2 separate regions of the Ovis aries genome follow, and region 2 is linked to region 1. Evidence: chromatin contacts called from public Hi-C data. All regions are on one chromosome and are shown on one strand. The core of a region is the stretch at or near the end of the contact, and the rest is flanking DNA. Distances in the headings are between cores, read along the strand shown. Region 1 holds the start of FES (FES proto-oncogene, tyrosine kinase). Region 2 overlaps BLM (BLM RecQ like helicase).

Region 1 (4,665 bases), core at 531-3,030:
ATGACTGGGTGAAGACTGGCCACCAGGGGCCGCTGTGGGGCCGCTGCAAGCTGGGGTTTGTGCTGGGAGAAGGGGTGTGGTGCAGACGGCTGCCCAGCACGTTGAAGAAGGCTAAAGCCTCCACGTAAATAGCTCCTATCAAACAGCCTCTAGACCGAGGAGCTGGGCAGGATTCAAATGCAGTCAGGCCCACGTCACAGCCCCAGTCCTTAACCTCCAAGTCAGGGGACCATGCTGCTGCCTCGTGGAGTCTCTGAGTCCCTGGGAGGAGTGAGCCTTGGGCCAAGCGCCATCCCTCTCTCTGTCTCTCTCAAGGGCCAGCTGGTGCAGTGCAGGAGATGGGCAGCACTCCTTGGTCCTGAGCTCCTCCCAGGCAATGGCTGGATCACTCATCCTTGTGCTTCCCAGTGCTCCTCGGCCCTGGCACACAGTAGGGTGACAGAAAAAAGAACAGAGGAGCCCCCCCCCCGCCAAAGGCCAGTCCTAGCTGCGGAGGGAAGGAGGGAAGGAAGGGGGAGCTGGCTCTGGGGGCAGGCCTGTGGTCAGACACTTCCACTTCTTCAGGAAATCCAGGGGTTCCTTGCAAAACCAGCCCTCTGAGGCTCAGAACGTAGGCAGGGAGGGCAGAAGCCCACACACCTTGGTGAACTCCTGCTGTAGCTGCTGCCACTGCTCATTGTAGGTTCTGCGCATTTGCTGGCGCTCCCGGATCAGCAGACTCAGCTTGCTCAGGGGCCCTGAGTTCAGGTCCTCCGCGTGCTGCCTCAGCACCCGGCTCAGGCCCTCCGTCTGGCTGGTGAGCTCTGTCCAGGACTGCAGTGGGGAGGGGCAGGCAATGGGGAACTTAGCTTCTGAGGTGGACCTGCCAAATCTCCAGCCTTCCCCAGCGGGGGACTCCGGAAAATGGAAGGGGCAGGCGGGCCTACCCAGGCACCTACGGGAATTTGCTGGTGGAGGGCGGGAAGAGGCGGGGAGTCTAGAATCCCACCTGACTGATGGGGCTGTGGGGGCCGATGCCCCGGCTCTGGCCCCCGCTGTCCTGCAGCGACATGTGGTGAAGCAGCCCGGCATATTCCCTGTCACTCTTGACCCGCTGGGCCATCCACTTCCTCATGCCCTCCAGCAGCCGGAGCTCGGCCTCCTGCATCTGCTGCACGGCCCCGTGGCCCTGGGGGCTGCACAGCTCTGAAGAGAAGCCCATAGTGTCGTTCTGAGGACGGAGAGAGGAGAGGCCACCACTGACAGTGAGTAGCTGGAGATGGACGGAGGGGCGGGACAGGGAGGCAAGAGGCTGAAGAGCCACAGACAGGCAGAAGGTGGACGCCTGCCCCCCTGGAACGCAACAATGGGTACGAAACACCGCCTGGCCTGGGAAAGCCGTCGGTGCTTCCCGCGTCCCAGGTGGAGGCCTGATGCCGGGGGTCTCCTCCCCAGGCCTGGAACAGAAACCTCCCACAGTCTCCTTCCCTGGATCTTTCCACCCAGCTCCCGCTGCAGGTGCAAGATGTGCATTGGGCCCTCGGCAGGGCCAAGGCTGCCCCTGCAGGCACCCCAGGCGGCCACCCGCCACCCCCACCCCCAGCCCCTACCCTCCCACAGCTCCTGCTCCACCCTGTCCCGTGTCCCTCTCTCTGATCGCCTGCCAGGCCCCTGCCCAACCGCCTCCCAGGTAGGCCGCTGCCTCCTGGGCCTCAGTATAGGCATTACCGATGCGGGCAGCTGCTCCTGGGCCTCCGAGGACCGACTTACACTCAGGCCCCACACCGCCCCGGCCAGTTCCTGATTCCGCGCTTCCTCCTCCTGTGGTTTCAGTTGGCCCAGGCCCCGGGGCGGGCCGGCCGAGGGGAAGGGGCGGGCGGGAGCCCCGACGCCTGCCCGCCCCCCCTGCCCAGCGCCGGCCGCTGCCTCAGCTGCCGGCCACACGGGCCTGCGGAAACGGAAGGGAGGAGGGGGCTGGGAAAGAATGGCCCAGAAGAGAGCAGTTTGTGCCCGGCGCTCCCCAGGGCCCAGACAGCGCCCCGGGGAACAGCCGAGGGTGCTTGGGGAGCACTCGCACAGGGCAGGGCTGTGGCTCTGCAGTGGCCGGGAGGGCCCGGGGGCCCAGAACCTAAGGAAGGGCAGGCGGACAATTTGAGCAGCAGGCCAGGGACGCCCCAAAGAGGCGGGGGAAGGCTAGTCCAGGCCTTTCCCACCCCACAGGACTCCCCAAGGAGGGCTCAGGCGCCAGCCTCTATTTGAATTAAATTTCCTAGTAAATATCCCGAGGAGAGGCCTACTTCTCAGGCATGGATCTTGGTGGAACTGGCCTGGCTCCTCTCCCCACCACAGGCAGGGGTTTCTAGTCCCAAGGGAGACCTGGGGCAGGAGAGGGGCCTGGGCCAGTGTGTGCGTCAGGGGTGGGGTGGGGGGTATGGCACTTCCAGTGTGGGACTCAGGTTCTCCCCAGCAAAGCCTATCTTGTCAGTCAGGCCCCACCAGAGGCCTCAGCCCTACAGCTTCAGCCAAGGGACACCCTGAGCAACTGGACCCCTGGCCATCACTCTCCACCCAGCTGCAGCTGAGGCCTGTGGCGGAGGAAGTAAGTGCTCAGCTGCTTCCACTCTGGGGCCTCATCTGTCCCACCCCTGGGGCTTGTTGCCAGCTACTGTCCCTTCCACACCCTCCTAAACCCCTCGGGAGATTGCCTTTGGGCAGCTAGAGCAGGCAGGACATCATGTGGGCACATAACTCTCTCCAGCCTTCATCCCCGCCCCATCCTGGATGCAGCCGCACAGTCCTAGGAAGAATATCACACACTGGAGACCAGGTTTGGTTTGCATAGTCTGCACGTTTAATCACTTTAAAACTTCTAACATTATCTCGTGTCCATTAAATAGAACCAACAATGCTGGGCCTGTTTAAATTACAAGGAAAAAAAAAAAAATCACTGTGCACCAACCCAGTATCTTACAAAACCAGCTGGGCTGGCCACGGGAGTGGGGGGTGGTCTGGGAAGAGGAGGGGGCACCTCTGGGCAGGTGGCTGGGTGCCAGGAGGGGCTGAGGGAGAGAAAGAAAGAAAAGGGAACTCCCAAATGGGAGGGGACTGATTGTCCTAATGGGAGGGGTGCAAAAGGCACGTCAGAAGAGGGAGACATGGGGGGCAGGACAGGTCAGTGCTTTCTCCACCAGGGCACAGTGTTGGAGGGGGCTCGGTGCCACTGCCTGCCCACCCCTGGCACTTGGAGAACCAGTGACCCATGAGCCCTTGGCACGACGAGCCCCATCTCAAATGGACGACAGCCTGCCCCTTCCACCTTCCCTAGGGCCCACTTGGCCTGGCATGCCTCATCAGTATCCGGGGCTCAGCTGCAGCCCACCCCCCACACCTCAGGCCCAGGACAGCCGAGGGCAACAGCAGGGTGGACAGTGGGTGTGGGAGGGTGGATGGTCCAGCTGCTGCTACCACCGTTAAAAATACAAAAAAAAAAAAAAAAATCAGCATCTAAAGTGAAATAATCACAAAGTGAAAATATATCCTCAAACAGCCCCTGAGATCCCCACAGGGGAAAGCAGCATCGGGTGGGAGGCGGGAGAGGCCGGCTGGGCCACCGTCCCTCCCCACCACCCACCCAGGGGCTCCAGGGCTGTGAGTGCCAACAGCCCAGAAAGCCCCGGGCTCAGAAAACAGGGACTTGGGCCCTGGCGGGAGGGAAGAGTGCTGGAGAGGGGAGGGTGGTCAGCACACCAGCCTGGGGCCGGGCCAGCCTCGCTAGGCAGGCAGCCCGGCCGCTGTAGTGGAGGTGGGCAAAGAGCCGAATGCACGTGGGCACACATGTGCATGCCTGGAAGTGCCTGCCCTGCCTTGGTCCCTTCCTTCGCTCACTGCTTTCACCTGAGGCTCACCAGACATGCAGAACAGGGTCTAGACACAGAAGCCCTTAGAGAGGAGGCCACCTCCTTCCGATACCCCCTACGCCAGTCTCCTGCTGCCTGGATGGGGCCCATTATTGCTTTAGAGGGACGGGGAGAGGCAGGGGCCGCAGCTCCGGTCAGGAATCCCGGAGGGCCGCCCCTCTTCACCGAGCGCTCTGGCTGGGGCCTGGACCTTGGAAAGCTGCCCAAAGGTTTCATTCCTTTCTCCATATGGAGGGCTGCTGCAGGTGGGGACAGGCTCTCCCCCAATCCCCCCACCCCCAGCTGGCCCTGGGGTCCCACCTCAGGCCGCCAGGGGGCCCAAGGGTAGGGTGGGAAGCCATTTCTGCCCCTCTTGCCTCCCGGCTGGGGTCCAAACCCAGTCCCAAGATAAAAAAATACTTTGGTGAATTAAAAAGTGCCCAAGGAGGGGATGGGCTCAAAGGGGCGGGCAGTAGGCGCTCATCAAAGGGCGCTCTGGTCTTTGATAAAGGCGGTCCTCTCGCCCCGGCCCTCGTCCTCCTCCGAGTCGGACGGGCACTCCTCCTGCCAGGCTTCAGGGGGTAGCCCCTTGTAGGAGATGAGGCCACGGTCCATGGTGTACACTTTCACCCCTCGGAAGCTGAAGCCCGAGCGCAGCTGCAGGACCAGGAAGACGGTGACGAAGACCAGCACAATGAAGGCGCAGCTGAGGCCGGCCACCACCTCGGGCAGGTGCGAGGGCAGCAGGTCCGCCCGCAGCCGCGGCTCCGACGCCACCTCCACGGGCGGC
Region 2 (5,078 bases), core at 2,477-4,976, 63 kb after region 1:
GGTGGTCTTTGGTACTCATGGAGGACCCCTCCCAACACCTGGCCTGAAGCGGCTTTGCTTTCTGCCAGAGGTCCCAGTTTTGGTTCAGAGAAAGCCTGTGTACTTCTGTTCTCTGAGGGTGCCCTGTATGAACACAGCTGTGCTGTCTGGGAGGTCCAGGAAGAATTTAAGGAGGCTGCCTGCATTTCCTGCGGCTGTTCCTGGGGACTGAGAAATTGACCAGAACCTGTGCCAACCCAGCATTTTGAACGAGGTGGCAAGGTGGGTGTGGGACCTGCCTCTGCCCCTTGACCCCGGGCAACCCTGTCTCCAGGCCCCAGGTTCCTGCAAGTTCTTCCTCTGAGCTCGGTGACAGGCATGGGTGGTGCTGCCCTGCTCAAAGCCTCTGCATTTCACCCCAGGGCCCCCAGGCAGCACCTTCACCTGCCCCCTCCCCTCCACTGCCCTGGGAGCCCCTGAAGGCAGAGTGGGCACTTCGGAGAGGACAATTAGCTCAGAGTCCGGACAGAGGTGCCCAGCAGAGGACTGAATGAGTGAGGTCAGAGCTGGGAAGCAGCCCAGCGTGTGGCGCACTCTGCATGGAGGCTGCCCCCTCATCCCCTCTGTCCCCAAAGCCAGAGCTGCTGCAGGTGGAAGGGGCCACCTACTGCTAGATGCCCACGGGCACGGCCAGCTCTCCAGGGAGGCCTCAGGCCAGCAACAGGAACCCTGCAGTCCAGACCACTGGCTACTTTGTTCTTCACTTCCTCCTCTCACCCCAAGGAGGCTCTTCCGGCCACCTGAGTCGGGACTTGCCGGAAAAGTGCTTTCTGAAAAGGTCAGCTCTGGAAGGCATCTGGAGCTAACAGTGCATGGCCCCCTCAGCAGACTTCTGCCTCCCAGTCTCCTCCATTAAATGAAGGCCCAAGGCCTCAGTGGTAGGGGGTAGGCATGCAGCTCCGAGGGCGACCCCTCGGGGTGGGTGCAGGGTTGGCCTCAGCATCGTCTCCAGGCCAAGGCCACAGACTCCCAGCCAACTCCTTCTTTAACAAGTTTGGCCCAGGGCAAGGGCTCCCCAGCTCTATCCTCCTGACAGAGGTCAAGAAGTGGGGTACCCAACAGGTGTCACCAAGATTACATGATAGCTGAGAAAAGAAGTCTCCAAAAATAAGGGGCTGGAACTGTAAGAGGGGCCAAAATCCCACTGTAAGACTTTCTGGCTGATCAGCCAGTTCAGGGAGGGTCTTGACAAGTAAGGCTTCTTTGATGCTAAAGGAAGACACCAGTATTAATACATGTTTTCACAGAGAACTTCTGACCCTTCTCTTGCAGACCCCAGATTTATCATCTAGGGCTGACAATTTCATAGGCAAATGAACGGCAACTTGTTGTTCTAACTGATATTTTAAACAGAGGTGATTGAGCATTTTTCACATATTTGTGGGCTGTTTGCATTTCCTCTTCTGAGAACAGCTTATTCACATCCTTTGCTCATTTTTCTACTAGCTCGTCTCTTTTTAAATGATTTATAGGTACTCTTTATATATTATGGATCTGACCCTGTGTGGTGCGTTTTCTCCCCTTTTCCTCTGTCATCTGCGTTTTAATGTTGTTTATGTTGTCTTCCACAGTCTCACGCTGTCCCGTTTGAATCTTTCCCTCTGGCTTCTGTGTTTCATGTCGTGCTTGAGATTTCTCTCACTGAGATGATTCAGCTGCTGGTTCAGACATTCTGAGAAACAACGGCCACAGCATTTGCAGTGGCAGCAAATTGTGCATGTGTTTCAAAAGAAAATCAGAAAATGTTTATTGAAAAAAACCAGAACTGTCACCCTGAGCATTTATTTAAACATTAATAGATACGGGTAAAAATTTACAAATGGTATAACGAAACTAACAGCTTTATATTCACAGATGGTCAGATGCTGACAAACAAGAAATGAGATCTATGTACATCGAAATTTGGTTGTTATGAAAATGCATATGAAGGCTTCAGAAACGGTCTATTTATAGGCTTTGGTGGAGCCATAATCCCCAATTTCCTACTGACTCCTGATGCTGCTTGAGAACCAGGCAAAGTAGAACTGGGTCCGATTACGTTGGAGGGTTTAGTTTTAGAAGGTATCCTTCGGCAAGTGTTGGACCCTCTAAAATGTGACAAAAAAAAGAAAATTAAAATGTCACATAAAACGAAGAGTCAACAGTCATTTTTCTCCTAACCTGCATTATTGTGGTTTAGCTGCTCAGCCATGTCCCAGCTCTCTGCGACCCTATGGACTGTAGCCCTCCAGGCTCCTCTGTCCATGGGATTCTCCAGGGAAGAACACTGGAGTGAGATGCCATTTCCTTCTCCAGGGGATCCTCCTGACCCAGGGATCAAACACGTTCCTCCTGCTTGTCAGGCAGGTTCTTCACCACTGGGCCCCCAAGGAAGCCCTTTAACCTGCATGCACTTTATAACCCATGCTTTCCCTTGGTATGACATGTGTCTCCATTTCTGGCCTATGATGGCCCTGGGGTGAGGTAAGTTTCCTTTGTAATTCAAGGAATAAAGGACTGCTGCCCTTTACACAAACTTGTCCTAGACGTGTGTTCCTAAAATGTCAAGGCCTCTCTGACTTGAGCCCAACCCCAGCTGCCTTCTCTTTCCTCTCGTCTTTCCACCCGTCCCTCCAGACATCTGAGCTGAGACTCTCATTCCCCACCTACTCCAACCATACAAAAAAGTGACAGCACCTCGTCTTAAGGCCCCAGTGCCTGGACAACAGGCGTGGTGGAACGACTGCACTCCCACAGCCCGGAGGAAGGGAGCTTTGTGGGCAGGTGGAGGTGGCGTGGAGCAGAGGGAGCCTTCTCCTGGCCAGGCCAGGCCCGCCAGTCTTGGGCAAGCTGCAGATGTGGTTCCTGGGCGGGAGCAGTTTGGGGCTGCCATGTCTTCATCGGACCCTGTTGCCAGCGGCTCGCTCGCTTGTCTACACTCCAAGGTTTGCCCGCTCTCACCTTCCACTCGCTACCTTTAAAACAGGTTGAGGAGCCCCTGCCACAGTCTACTACAGAGGCCTTCCAGACCTCACTTCCCCCACTGATCTGAAGATAACAACTTTTCTCTCCCCACCGAATAAACTGTTAAAAAAAAAAATATCACAGGGCCAGTGTGTTTACAAGGGTAACAGCAGGGAGCATTTGCCATAGAAGCCTGTCCCTAAACCAGTATTTCCCGTCACCTTGCAGCCAGGCTGAACTCCTGCCCCGTGTTGATTTCCGGTCATCAGGGCACTCAGGTGGCCTTAGAGGGCCCGGTGTCAGAGCCATCAGTCTGCTGATGATATTTTGGTGGGGCTGAGTGAAAAGTGGTTTTTCAACATTTTAAAACTCTTGCTCGAGGGCAGTTTTACTGCAGAACTGGTAAAGATCTGCTAAAACTAGCAGAGAAGCAGCCTTAAATCTCCCTATGCTGATTTCCTGCTGAGAAATTAAGCCCCGAGAGAAAACCTGCTGTTGATATTGATTTACAGAATGAATCTGCCAACAGCAGCCTCCATTTTCACCAGAGCCATCCATTTCACTGCCACTCAGGGCCCAGAACACAACCAGTGCATTGTGTGTTGTTCGGAAGATGTGAAACTCTGCGGGCAGGGTGGGGAGGTGAGGGCGCTGGCAGGGAGCCACGCTGATCCCGTGGCCGCTCGGGGCCCCAGCCAGGTGAGCGGCCCGGACATGTGGGGAGCCACCACCTTGCAGAGTGGGTCAGTGGAAATGCGGAGAACTGGGCACGGAGACAGCGAGGCTGCTACAGGGTAAAGCACTATTACACAACTGCTGCTTTTCACCAGCAGGGACGAGCAGAGAATCCTGCCGTAAACACACAGGCTAATTAAAAACCAGCATCAAAACTGTGCTGGCTTTGGGACAAGTGTGAGTTTCTCTGTGCTGCTGTGTTCAGTCACTAAGGCGTATTTGCGACACCCCACAGATTGCAGCCCACCAGGCTTCTCTGTCCATGGGATTCTCCAGGCAAGAATGCTGAAGTGAGATCCCTTCTCCAAGGGATCTTCCTGACCCAGGGATCCAACCTGTGTTTCTTGCACTGGAGGCAGGTTCTTTACTACTGAGCCACTAGGGAAGGCCCTTACTAGCTTAGGTTCCAGGCCACAGGGCAAAGTGCTTCCCTCTGAAAAACAACAGTTGCGACAACACTAAGGGAGACAATGGTCTGCTTTGTTCTAAAGGGCAGCAAGAGGAGGTCATGATGGAATCTCCGAGGACCATGTGCAGCAGTGAAAGTGCTCTGGGCAGGCCTGGGCGAGCCAGTGTCCGGCCCCACCTGTGAGAAGGGAACAGGCCAGGGGTGCACAAGCCTTCCCCAGGGGAAGCTTCAGGAAGCCCCAGTGTCCCCAGCATAAGTCCCAGGGAGTGGGACAGAGGCCTTGTGAGGTCTTCTACTCTGTGTGAGCGCCTGTGCAAATGAGTGTTTCCCAAAATGGGGAAATAAGTGAAGAAATTAAGAAAACGTCCCCACGGAAGGGCATTGGTGGGTCACTTGCACATCAAAACCCACAGAAATTACTTAGCCATAAAAATGAATGAAATCCTGCTAGTTACGACAATACGTGTGGACCTCAAGGGCGTGAGGCTAAACGAAATAAATCAAATACTCTATGAGCTCTCTCATAGATGGAACCTAAATATATACGAATATTTAAACCAAGTTCATAGGTGCAGAGGACAGACTGGTGTGGTGGTTGCAAGAGGCATGGATGGGGTGGGGTGTAGGATAAATGGGTGAAGTTTAAAGTTTAAATATAATTAAAATAGATAAATAAAACCCACAAAGTTAAACTAATATTTACTAATGTCTTTAATTTCTGTCCCCCGACAGAAGGATTAGCACATACAACATGCTTGTTTGCAGACTTAAGGAGAAAATGACAGCTTGTTAACACTGCCTTCTTTTCTCTTCTCCACTCAATTTTTGGTCTTTATTAACCCGGAAGGAAAAGAGGTAGAAAAACTACACGAGGAAAACATGATAGCCTGCACAAGGTTACTGAGTTCCCTCTTCCTAGGTTTCTGTTAATACCAGTGGGAGGGTCGCCATC

The links. Hi-C and Micro-C count contacts between places; a contact is called where the count stands out from the background.
Region 2: a Hi-C map of liver shows a contact between it and region 1, with 2.6 times the contacts expected there. The contact joins the enhancer-like site here to the promoter of FES in region 1. A contact is called at or near these places in 5 of 16 Hi-C or Micro-C datasets (blood, liver and tail adipose tissue).

What each region holds. Positions count from the first base shown.
Region 1 is chr18:21,091,031-21,095,695 of ARS-UI_Ramb_v3.0, forward strand. It overlaps FES (FES proto-oncogene, tyrosine kinase), which reads right to left and starts at 1,781. Exons shown (of 19, transcript XM_027957083.2): 1 at 1,708-1,781; 2 at 989-1,210; 3 at 640-813. The coding sequence starts at 1,201. It overlaps LOC121817076 (a long non-coding RNA gene), which reads left to right and starts at 606. Exons shown (of 2, transcript XR_009597082.1): 1 at 606-1,244; 2 at 2,465-2,957. FURIN (furin, paired basic amino acid cleaving enzyme) reads right to left here. Exons shown (of 15, transcript NM_001078654.1): 15 at 4,297-4,665. The coding sequence ends at 4,359.
Region 2 is chr18:21,151,910-21,156,987 of ARS-UI_Ramb_v3.0, forward strand. It overlaps BLM (BLM RecQ like helicase), which reads right to left. Exons shown (of 22, transcript XM_004017761.6): 22 at 1,806-2,126. The coding sequence ends at 1,949. Among named protein-coding and RNA genes, the nearest start is that of FURIN, 52 kb to the left of the region's middle. Within about 2 kb of position 3,727, at least 11 of the 54 cell types and tissues checked have an H3K27ac peak or open chromatin away from gene starts, as enhancers often do. A contact at or near this core is called in liver, where this site is marked.